3 separate regions of the Mus musculus genome follow, and all the other regions are linked to region 3. A link is a contact called in public HiChIP or PLAC-seq data. All regions are on one chromosome and are shown on one strand. Each heading gives the region's core, a stretch centred on a gene start, on an enhancer-like site or on the middle of the called end of the contact. The rest is flanking DNA. Distances are from core to core; before and after follow the strand shown.

What was found. HiChIP or PLAC-seq counts read pairs in DNA pulled down with a chosen protein or histone mark.
Region 1: an H3K27ac HiChIP or PLAC-seq map of embryonic stem cells shows a contact between it and region 3, with 9 read pairs. The contact joins the enhancer-like site here to the promoter of 2300002M23Rik in region 3. A contact is called at or near these places in 4 of 39 promoter capture datasets (cranial neural crest, frontonasal cranial neural crest and liver), 2 of 15 datasets of contacts at CTCF or cohesin (both in embryonic stem cells), 22 of 484 Hi-C or Micro-C datasets (the G1E-ER4 cell line, the HL-1 cell line, cerebellar granule neurons and 8 more), 8 of 115 datasets of contacts at active chromatin or transcription factors (embryonic stem cells, epiblast stem cells and pancreatic cancer cells) and 3 of 9 other capture datasets (adipose tissue, liver and pancreatic islet).
Region 2: an H3K27ac HiChIP or PLAC-seq map of embryonic stem cells shows a contact between it and region 3, with 7 read pairs. The contact joins the enhancer-like site here to the promoter of 2300002M23Rik in region 3. A contact is called at or near these places in 11 of 39 promoter capture datasets (the 3T3-L1 cell line, 3T3-L1-derived adipocytes, the SN4741 cell line and 6 more), 1 of 15 datasets of contacts at CTCF or cohesin (the NIH/3T3 cell line), 1 of 484 Hi-C or Micro-C datasets (embryonic stem cells), 7 of 115 datasets of contacts at active chromatin or transcription factors (the NIH/3T3 cell line, embryonic stem cells, extraembryonic endoderm stem cells and 2 more) and 4 of 9 other capture datasets (adipose tissue, liver, macrophages and 1 more).

Annotation. Positions count from the first base shown.
Region 1 is chr17:35,488,596-35,492,256 of GRCm38.p6, reverse strand. No RefSeq gene overlaps it. Among named protein-coding and RNA genes, the nearest start is that of Gm32362, 15 kb to the left of the region's middle. Within about 2 kb of position 1,691, at least 22 of the 459 cell types and tissues checked have an H3K27ac peak or open chromatin away from gene starts, as enhancers often do. A contact at or near this core is called in embryonic stem cells and epiblast stem cells, where this site is marked.
Region 2 is chr17:35,678,740-35,682,305 of GRCm38.p6, reverse strand. It overlaps Ddr1 (discoidin domain receptor family, member 1), which reads left to right. Exons shown (of 18, transcript NM_001198833.1): 18 at 1-739. Among named protein-coding and RNA genes, the nearest start is that of Gtf2h4, 6.8 kb to the right of the region's middle. Within about 2 kb of position 1,440, at least 13 of the 459 cell types and tissues checked have an H3K27ac peak or open chromatin away from gene starts, as enhancers often do. A contact at or near this core is called in embryonic stem cells, where this site is marked.
Region 3 is chr17:35,565,478-35,569,508 of GRCm38.p6, reverse strand. It overlaps 2300002M23Rik (RIKEN cDNA 2300002M23 gene), which reads right to left and starts at 2,024. Exons shown (of 2, transcript NM_175148.3): 1 at 1,889-2,024; 2 at 564-1,675. The coding sequence starts at 1,955. The coding sequence ends at 693.

The sequences.
Region 1 (3,661 bases), core at 442-2,941, 77 kb after region 3:
TGCTGGGATTAAAGGCATGCTCTACCACACCTGGCACAGAGGACCTTTCTTGAACTCACCTCCTAGTACTTTCCAACAGCAATCCTTCAGAGGATCATCCCACTTCCTGTAATAAGAGTCAGTTTCAAGGCTTGGCTGCTGTGGAAACCCAAGGCACCTGCCTAGGATTTATTAAAAGAACTAGATAGATAGACATCTCTCATCCAGTGCTAGTAGCGTGGATTTCTGGGAAAACTTCTAAGCCAGGGGCTGGAAAGATATCTCAGCATCTTGCAGAGGACTCAGTTTCAGTTCCCAGCATCCTTGTGGTAGCTCAGAACCATCTGCAACTTCAGTTCCAGGGGGGGTCTGTTGCTTTCTTCTGACTTCCTTAGGTACTGTGCACATATATACAAACAGGTAAAACAAAAACAAAAGCAATCAACACACACACACACACATCCCTCACATACATAAAATTAATCTAAAAAAATTTACGCCAGGCAGTAGTGGCACATGCCTTTAATCCCAGCACTTGGGGGCAGAGGCAGGCAGATTTCTGAGTTCCAGGCAAGCCTGGTCTATACCGGGAGTTCCAGGACAGCCAGGGTTATACAGAGAAACCCTGTCTCAAAAAACCAAAAAAAAACAAAAAAACAAAACAAAACAAAAAAACCCACAAAAAACAAAAACAAAATACAAAAAAAACCAATCAAAACAAAAAAAACAAACCAAACAAAAAATAAACAAAAACAAAAACAGATTTCAAAACAAAGATTATTTTTCAATGTAGGGTATCTCTGTGTGGCTCTGGATGTCCTGGAACTCATTTTGTAGACCAGGGTAGCCTACAAACTCACAGAGATCTACTTGCCTTGGCCTCCTGGGTGCAGGGTTTAAAGGCATACCACTGCCCGGCTAAGAATCAAAAGTATTTCTGAACTCCTTTTGCTTATCTGTAGACCAGAAATTAAACATTCTAGGAGAACATAGCTCCTTGGTAAATGTTACAAAGTATCTTAGGGGAGGACTCTGCAGTTCTTCTCTACTCTGGCCTCTCCTGTGTTTGCAGAGCCTGGCTTTCTGGCTTCCTGTTGCCTGGAGAGCCCTCCACTGGTATCTTTCTCAGTCAAGCCTGTCTGCTTCCAAGGCAGAATTAATTCTCTCTCCCACCCCGAGAGAGGATCCCAGGCTGCTATACAGTCTGCTGCCTCAGCATATAGATTTTATGGATCTGCTTAGCAGTTCTCCAACAGGAGACAGCCTCCAAGATCACGACTCATTTATCTTCCTGACCCTTAAATCAAGTAGGAAGCAGGTATTAGAAAGTCAGTTTCATAGAAACCTCATTTCTCTGTCCACCTCTTTCCAAACGGAACTGTTGGGAGAGGATAAATTAGAGAGTCAAAGGTATTAGAGGGCAGGTAAGATTGCTCACACTAGTGGCTCCATCACTTCAGAGGCTGAAGGCAGGAGGATTTCCAGTTCTAGGTCAGCTTGGCGACATACCCAGACCCTACTTAAATCACAAACCATCACGACAGGTGTGGAATTCATTGTAGATGTACCATCAATCTGCCTCTGAGAGGCAACCAGTCTCTGGGGGACCCTGTCTTACCTGGGCTCCTGGAAGGCTCACAGGGCTGTATAAAGGCTGCAGAATAGGGAAGGGCATTGTTCTCCGGAAGGGCAAGCTTTCTACACAATGGAGCACATTTGAGCCCTTAAGTCATTAGCGCTTTGTGAATGGGGACCAATGGTAGCAGCTGTGGTGCACACAGCCTGTCCTGTGAAGCTGGGTCTGGTGCAGCCTGGGTTGGGACTCAGCAGAACTGCAAGTAGAGACAGTGGACACTATACTCACGTGGTGCCCGGCAGCCCCTGGCTTCACTTCTGCCAAGAGCGAGTCAGACTGAATGCTGGGCACCTAGTGCATCTTCTCTCCTGTACCTGGCATAAACCTTCGGGACCCCAGCAGCAAAGGACAGCTTCCCAGGACAAAGAAGTCAGAGGGAGTGGGGACACAGGACATGGAGAGCCCCCAAAAGCCCAATACAGAGACAGGTTCCCTGAAGCTGAAGCTCACCTTTTTTGTTTTTGTTTTTTGAGACAGGGTTTCTCTGTGTAGTCGTCTCTTTTTCTTCTTTTTTCTTTTTTAAGATTTATTTATTTTATGTATATGAGTAGACTGTAGCTCTATTCAGACACACCAGAAGAGAGCATCCGATCCCATTACAAATGGTTGTGAGCCACCATGTGGTTGCTGGGAATTGGACTCAGGACCTCTGGAAGAGCAGTCAGTGCTCTTAACTGCTAAGCCATCTCTCCAGCCCCTAGGTGTGTGTTTCCATGTGAGATTGTACACCTGAGTGCAGGGGTCCCCAGGAGTCAGAGGTATCCAATATCCTGGATTTGAAGTTAGAGGTGGTGTGAGACACTGTGGGCCGTAGGAAGAGCTCTGGTCCCACTCATGTACCTCAGGCTGACTTGTTGTCACCCACTGTGATGGTTTACCCTAATCGGCTCCAGGCATGCTGGTGCATGTCTGACTGTAGATTGAGCACTCTGGGAAGCAGAGGCAAGCAGATCAATGAGAGTCTGAGTATAGCCTGGTCTACATTTCAAGTTGTAAGAAAGAAAGATGTTGGGCTGGAGAGATGGCTCAGTGGTTAAGAACACCAACTGCTTTTCCGAAGGTCCTGAGTTCAAACCCCAGCAACCACATGGTGTCTCACGACCATCCTTAATGAGATCTGATGCCCTCTTCTGGTGCATTTGAAGACAGCTACAGTGTACTTAGATATAATAATAAATAAATCTTTTTTTTTAATTAAAAAAAAAAAAAAAAGAAAGAAAGAAAAGCCGGGCGTGGTGGTGCATGCCTTTAATCCCAGCACTCGGGAGGCAGAGGCAGGCAGATTTCTGAGTTGGAGATCAGCCTGGTCTACAGAGTTCCAGGACAGCCAGAGCTACACAGAGAAACCTTGTCTCGAAAAACCAAAAAGAAAGAAAGAAAGAAAGAAAGAAAGAAAGAAAGAAAGAAAGAAAGGAAGGAAGGAAGGAAGGAAGGAAGGAAGGAAGGAAGGAAGAAAGAAAGAAAGAAAGAAAGATGTCAACATGACAGGATCTAGTATGACCTGGGCTGGGAAAGGAGCTCTGAGCCTGCCAGCTAAGGGTTATCTTGATTAGGCTAGGCCTCCAGGCATAGCTGTTAGGTTAGGTTAATTAAACATGGGAAGAGTCACGGGAGGGAGTTATGGCAGCACTAGTCCTGTGGCCTGGGATCCCGGGCTGACAAGCAGAACAAGAAGGAGGTAGGGAGTTGGCTCACTCCTAAGAAGGGTTTCTGTAAACACAAAAGGAGTTGAGTTAGATTCCCCCCCCCATTCCCACACCCCGGGCAACCACATAAAAGTTGGGCAGGGCTGTATCTGCCTGCCATCTCAACACAGGGCAGAGACAGATCCTGGGAGCCTAACCCAAAAAAGGTGAGCTGGCGTGGTGGCGCACTCCTTTAATCCCAGCACTCGGGAGGCAGAGGCAGGCAGATTTCTGAGTTCAAGGGCAGCCTGGTCTACAGAGTGAGTTCTAGGACAGCCAGGGCTACACAGAGAAACTGTGTCTCCCCTCCCCCCTCCCCCCAGTAAAAAGAGAGAATACAGTATTTTGAGAAAGAGAGAAG
Region 2 (3,566 bases), core at 191-2,690, 110 kb before region 3:
ATGGCACCGCACCCCACCGTCTCCATACTTGCCCATTCCCAAGAGGCAGTGTCTCTGCGGGTGGGCTGGGCCTGCCCGAGGAGCAGATACACACACTCCCTTCCGTTTCTTCCTTCCATCTGCCAAGTGCCACCCTCCCAGCTGGCCCTGTGGTTGGGATCCTGCCTGACTTCTTCCAGCTATCCCCTTGGGGAAGAACGGGGGCAAATGCTGGGCGTACACTGGACAAGGCCCACTGGACAACACTGGTTCCTGGGAGGTGACGGTGCCCCCCAGCTTTCTTCTTGTCACACACTGGACGCCGCCAGCTGAGAATTAGAGGGGTGAGGGGGACAAGGACGGCCAACCCCTACAGCGGTCCTCAGCCCTGGCTTCCTTCTGTTCCGCCCCCTGACACACTGGACCTGGGGGCGATCCCTGCCGTTGATCCTCAGTCACACACCCCTCCTTCTCACCTGCCATGCTGCAGCTAGAACTTCGCAAAGCCTCTATGTTTCTGTGGAGTAAATATTAGGATGGGGAACAGAGGGAGCAATAGCTTGAGGCTGGGGGTGGGGATTTCTATTGTAGCTACCACATTGGTTTTTCTATAATCACGCGGGGTTTGTACATTTTTTGGGGGGAGAGAAACACAGATTTTTACACTAATATATGGACCTAGCTTAAGGCGATTTTAATCCCCTGTCCTAGGCAGGTAATAATAAAAGTTGAGTTGTTTTTTGTTTTTTGTTTTTCCACAGCTGTGGGTGTATTTCCTGGGGTTTGGGTAATACCTGCCTCCTGGCTGTGGTCCAGTGTGGGTCTATCATCGCATAATCCAGACCTGTTGCCAGTTGGGCCATGAGAGCCACTCAGGTGCTCTACACGGGGAATGTGAATAGTGGTGTCCTTTGGTGGCAGGTCAAAGGTGCCATGGAAGCCATTGGGAATTCTGTTCTGGCTCATCATAAAGGGCAGTGCTAGTTATTAAAAATGGAGGTGTGGGTTCTTGTTCTGCTTGTCCAAATTCTAGGATTCTGAGGGCTGGGAGACCCAGGTGATCTCCGAGTTAGGTTTTGAAAGTATGAGACACCTGGGTGAAAGGCACACCAATGAGCCTGTAGGAGCAAGCTGCAGCCAGTGTGAAGGCCTCAAAGAGTTCACTTTGGGTGGTAAACAAAAAACCAAAAGACAAAAACAATCCCATGGCGGGCTTGAAGGAAACAGCTCCATCTTCGTAGCCGTTCCCATGAAATAAGGACCCTGGGGTTTTGGTTGATGATATTCACAAAGTCAGTCAAATGGATAATGAGGAGGACGGAAAAGGTAAATTCAATCTGAGATGGAATTAATGGGCTCTCAGGGGCCAGGCCACAAATCTAGCAGCCTTGCTAAAGCTACATAGGTCAGACTGCCTTCAGATTAAGGCCGACATTGATGGGCTAGAGTTCAGAGGTCAGACGTTAGAATAATAAGCAGTGGAGTCCCGGGCAGGGAGCCACAGTTCCCCGAGCTCTGCCCAGACTTGCTCTAAGCATTAGAGCGACGTAACTCTAGGTTCTTGTGATGTTCAGTGTGAGCAGGTCCAAACCTGCCCCTCTCCCAGGATGGTGGCAGCATCCACTCAGCAGCACCTGTATCATCCTGGATCCTTGCTGCAGAGTCCAGCATGAAGCTCACAGGTCTGCTTGCCAGATCTCTCTTTTTTCTTTTTCTAAGATGTATTTATTTATTTTATGTGAAGAGGGCATTGTGGATCCACCATGTGGTTGCTGGGAATCGGACTCATGACCTCTGGAAGAGCAGCCAGTGCTCTTAACCGCTGAGCCATCCCTACAGCCCCACAGATCTCCATTCTTTCTCCACATCTCCGCTTGCCCTGGCACATACTACAACACTGTAGTCTCCTAGCTAGTAAGCCAGGACTGTTCTGACCCTTTCTGGTTTGTCTTTGGTTCTGCAACCATGGAGACCTTGCTCTGAGACTGGGTCTTAACAAAGCCCAGACTTGTCTATCTCATCTTGCATAACCTGGAAGTGATTCTCCTGCCTTCGCTTCCCAGGTGCTGGAATTAGAGGCTCACAACACCACACCTGGTCCTCTGTATTTTTTATTTTAAAAATTATTACATTTATTCATTTAGTGTGTGTGCACGTGCCACGGTGTGTGCATGTGGAGGTTAGAGAACAACCTGCAGAAGTTGGTGGTCTCTTTCCATCATGCGTGTCCTGGGTATAAGACTCAGACGTGGTGGCAACTGCTGCCATCTAGCCACCACCTGTAAAATTTTGTATTACATTTTTCTTATTTTATATGTATGTATGTATGATGGGGGATTGAACCCAGGACCTTGTACATGCTAAGCAAACACTCTACCACTGAGCTATATACTCCCAGTCTCCCCCTCACTCCCTCCTTGGGATCTTTATTTTTTTTTGTTTTCAGACAAGGTCTCACTGTGTAGCCTAGGCTGGCCTGGCTCCCTATGTAGATCAGGTTGCCACTGAACTCAGAGATCTACCTTACTCTGCTTTATGTATGCAGGAATTAAAGGTGTGGGCCACCATGCCCAGCAGTTGTTTGCTTTGAGTTAGGACCTCACTCCTCCTGTCTCCAGTCTCCTGAATGCTTAAATTAGAAGTGTGTTCCACCAAGTCCACTTCTGGTTGACCTTTTAGGAACAAAACCTTGTCTGAGGCTGGCTGGTTCCTACGTCCTATGCAGTACCATTCTCCTGTGTATACCAACCACAGCACTTCCTCTAAGTGCTCTAAGGGCCGCAGACCTTCCTGGCATATGTATGGCCTTTGTAGCATGGTTTTGTCCCCTGCAATAGTATTCCCTGGGGTCTGCTTTGTTAGCTGCTGCTAGCCCTTCATCAGTCTCCTCTGGTCAGGCCAAACCCCAGTGATGCTCTTCAGCCCAGCAATCTCTGCTTTGCTCAGTTATATGTGCAATTTCACATGTTTTGGGTATGTGTCTTTACAATATGTTTCTTTGAGCCGAGCGTGGTGGTGCACGCCTTTAATCCCGGCGCTTGGGAGGCAGAGGCAGGCGGATTTCTGAGTTTGAGGCCAGCCTGGTCTACAAAGTGAGTTCCAGGACAGCCAGGGCTACACAGAAAAACTCTGTCTCGAAAAACAAACAAACAAAAAAAACCAATATGTTTCTTTGACTATTGGATTATAAGCTGCAAAATGGCTAATTTTTGGAACACAGGGCTCAGATCATTGGGGGAAAAAAGACATCAAATGTCTAAAAGGCTAACATAAAAGTATCGATGGAATTTAAAAAGCCATGGGCTGGAGAGATTGCTCAGTGGTTAAGAGCACATTGGCTGCTTTTCAAGAGGACCCAGGTTCGGTTCCCAACACTGATGTGGCAGCTCACAACCATCCATTCATTACTCCAGGTCTGGGGGGAGGTGGGTGGTTTGACTTCCTTAGGCACCAATTACGTAGTTCATATATATACCTACAGACAAAATATTCATATATAAAATAAAAATACATGTTGGAGAGATGGCTCAGGGTTAAGAGCACTGACTGCCCTTCCAGAGGTCCTGAGTTCAACTCCCAGCAACCAC
Region 3 (4,031 bases), core at 775-3,274:
CCCGTGAGAACAAAGCGGCGCGAAGCGGCTGTGGGGCTGCTGGCTGCGAGACGCAGCCTTCTCTTTTCTCTCCTCTTTTCTCTTAGTAGGCAAATGTTCAAAGTCTGTGACTGCGCATAAAGCGCTAAGTGGTGCGTGCGGGAGGAGATTGACTCACCCTCCGTTTCCCAGAAGAGCATCTGGGAATAAAAGAAAGCATAGGTCACACGACCTCCCCTAGCCCTGGGTTCTGTGAATGCAAAGGCATTTGTCCCTCCTGGCCTGGTGCCTGCTTGGTGCACTTCCTTGCTCCCTCCCTCCTGCCACAGGTGGTCTCTCAAAATTTCCGACCGTCCTGCCTCTCCAGCCTCATGGGAACCAACTCTGCCACCTGGACAGTGGTGAAAGCATGGAGTCAGCCCACCTTCAAATTCCTGGGCTTTGATCTTTCTTCCCCAAAAGATGAGGACAACAAGATGGCATGTACAGGGAACCCTAGAGAGGCATAGGGGTGGTTAGAAAAAGAGGAGGCCCCAGGTACACTACCGGTACAACCAGAAACTGACGCGGAGAGAAATCGATTTCAAGAACTGCTTGTATTTATTGGCGACCAGCTCTGGTCGACAGAGGAGGCTTTAAAAATGGAAAGAGAAGGAGAAACCACGTGACTGGGCCCAACTGAGCCCTAACCCCGCTGCAAACCAGTTGTGAGATTAGGGGGTGATCCCAGAAGAGCCAGGACGTTTGGCTCCTGGGGGAAGCCGATTCTGACCTTTAGTTCCCCAGCTACCTGCTGGATATCGACAATTGGGCCTCCGGCTGCCTGCTGGATACTGGCAATTGGCCCCCCAGGTCCCTACTGGGGGGTACTGACCATAACCGCCCCAGGGCCCTACTGGGGGGTACTGACCATAACCGCCCCAGGTCCCTACTGGGGGGTACTGACCATAACCCCCCCAGGTCCCTACTGGGGGGTACCGACCATTACCCCCCAAGATCCTTAATGGGTACCAACCATTTCTCCCCCAGATTCTTACTGGGTAAGGACCCCTACCCCCCAAACTAGTACCTGATACTAAACCATTGCTACCCCATATTCCAGAAGGATATGGCATGGGTCTTGTTCCCCACCCAGTTCCAGCCCCTCCACTTCCCCAGGATGTTCCAGGCCTTAGGATCCTCCCAGATGAGCCAGGCAGAAGCTTGTGGATGAGAAACCAGAATGGGCTCCGAGCAAAGGCTTCTGCCTCAGTTTCCAGTGAACTGGAACCAGGCTGCAGTCCAGCCTCGGAGTCCTGAGGGTAGGAAGCCGCTAGTGAAGGTTGCCTGAGCCGTGCAGAGGAAGCCTCAGGCAGACGACCGCCTCTGGAAAGGTATGGCAGGGCTTCTGGCAGCATTTGCTCTAACTGGTCCTCAGCAACAGCAGCCATCCCTTGCTGAGGGTCCTCTGAGGGCCAGGACTCCATGGGGGGCGGCCCCCAGAAGGGAGGCCCGTTGGGCACCTCAGAGCCGCCCTCAGGTAGAGCACCATCTTGTGGAGATTCGCTGAGCCTGGGAAGAACTCCTAGTAACTCATTATTCACAGGGTCTGGCTTGGGCTGAGGCTGTCCAGGGTTAAGGAGGCTGGTGAAGGAAGGTTGTCCCGAATGTGGGGAGGCTTTCTCCTCTGGTGCCCCAGTGCTCCGTGCAAAAAGACCTGAAGGAAACGGAAGAGAAAGCAGCCAATGGGTCAGATTTGGTGCCCGCTACTCTTTTGACTCGCTGGCCCCTTCGCTGAATGCCTGATTCTGTACTGGCACTCCCCACTTCCCTCGGGAACCTAAATGCACAACCTTCCAAAACTGTGCACACTCCTACCTTCACCTTCTCCCTTAATTCCTGTTCCCAAGGACCCCAGTACCCTGCATACCTGGCAGGCACAGACAGATCAGGAGCAAGCCCAGGGGAGCCCGGCTCCCACCTGCGTGGCTCTGCATCTTGCTCAGCTCCTGCTTCTGCCTGGGCCCCAAGAGAGCAGCCTTTATCCTGTTGGTCGGGTGGAGGACAGCAGAAACAGTCTGGGAACAGTGGTTATAGAGACAATGAATCTGCCCAGTCCACCCTCATTCTTGATTCGGTCTGTGGCAACAGGTGTCACTTGAAAGTTCCTGAGGAACTGGGTGTTCCTCACCTGGCTACTTCCTGGTACTCCCTGCCCCTTCCTCACCCAGGTGCTCTACCATTATAGAGCACCCGGGTGCTCTATAATGCTCTACCATTATATAGACTATGATCAATTGTTGGCATGCAAACAGCCAACAATTGATCATAGTCTATATAATGTATCAAATGATCATAGTCTATATAATGTATCAATTGATCATAGCCTATATAATGTATCTGTCATTGACTAATAGCCTCCTCCACTTTCTGGGAAGCTAGTCAGCTATTCGTCCCTCATCAGTTCATTGTCAGAGGGGACTTAGGACTTGCATCCCCCTTGAGGGTACCAAGCAGAGGTTTAAGTTCTCCTGTAGTAAGCTTAAGATGAGGTCTTAGCTGATTAATGTCTCTTAACAACCTTCGAAAATCATTTAGAGTAACTAAATTATTTTTTCTTACTTGAATTTTCTGTGCTGCAATTTGTTCAGGCTGTAACTTATGTTCCAAATATTGAAAAAAAGAATTTGCCCTTGAATCTTTTCTGGAGCAACAACTACTCCAAAATGTTAAAGCTCATTGTATAAGAGCAAAGCCTTGTAGTAAAATTCCATCAGAGGGATCAGCTAATAAAATACCATCTACATATGAATACTATACACCGAAAAATTCCCAAGTCCTAACTTCTTGTATTGAAGCAGCGACAAAAATTTTTTACATAAAGTATGGATGGCTATTAGTCATTCCTTGAGGCAAAACTTTCCAATGACATCGCTTCATGGGCTCTTTAAAACTACAAACTAACTAAAAGCAAACCCTTTACATCATCAGGATGCAAAGGAATAAAGAACAATCCTCCAAACCCATCATAATTCTGTGTGGAGTAGGCAGGCCAGACTGCAATGCCCCTACAAGCTCCATAGTTTTATTAACCTTTCTCAAATCCTGCAACAATCTCAATCTGCCGGATTTTTTTCTTAATTACAAATATGTGCTAGTTAGAATCCTGAGCCTGTGCTCGAACTACAAGCTGCAGCCAATGGAACACTGGCAGTTTAACCATAATTTTTAAGTCTCTCTTATAACACAGGAGCACAACCACAATTTTGGCAAGCAAAACCTAATTTTAATAGTGTAAACAATCCGTTTCTTTAAAATCAACACCAAAAGCATGACTTTCACGTTACAAGGTTTTTAAGTGTCTCCCTACTTTTGAACTGCAGTTAGGGAGCCTGAGTCATTCTGAGATGGCGGCCCAGAACACGCAAGAACTTTGGAAAGCAAAGCTCAACCTCTAACAACCCAGTCTCTCCAAAAAACACCAGGTAAAGCACCTCCATGCGACAATGTTTGGCTGCCCATTCCTGCACACGAACGCAAGACGGTGCAGCCTCCAATACCTCCAAGAGACAGACACTGCCCTAAATCCTATCTTTTATAAGTCTGGTTTCTAGGATAAGAATTACATACAATATTACCCAATTTGGTGTATCTTTAGAGACCTGTTTCCATGGGTTGAGTCATGTCACATTACTCCAATCCGGTTACCAGTTTTTTGTTTTTTTTTTTAATTAGGTATTTTCCTCGTTTATATTTTAAATGCTATCCCAAAAGTCCCCCATACCCACCCCCCCAATTCCCTACCCACCCACTCCCCCTTTTTGGCCCTGGGGTTCCCCTGTACTGGGGCATATAAAGTTTGCAAGTCCAATGGGCCTCTCTTTGCAGTGATGGCCGACTAGGCCATCTTTTGATACATATTCAGCTAGAGACAAGAGTTTCGGGGTACTGGTTAGTTCATATTGTTGTTCCACCTATAGGGTTGCAGTTCCCTTTAGCTCCTTGGGTAATTTCTCTAGCTCCTCCATTGGGGGCCGTGTGATCCATCCAATAGCTGACTGTGATCATCCACT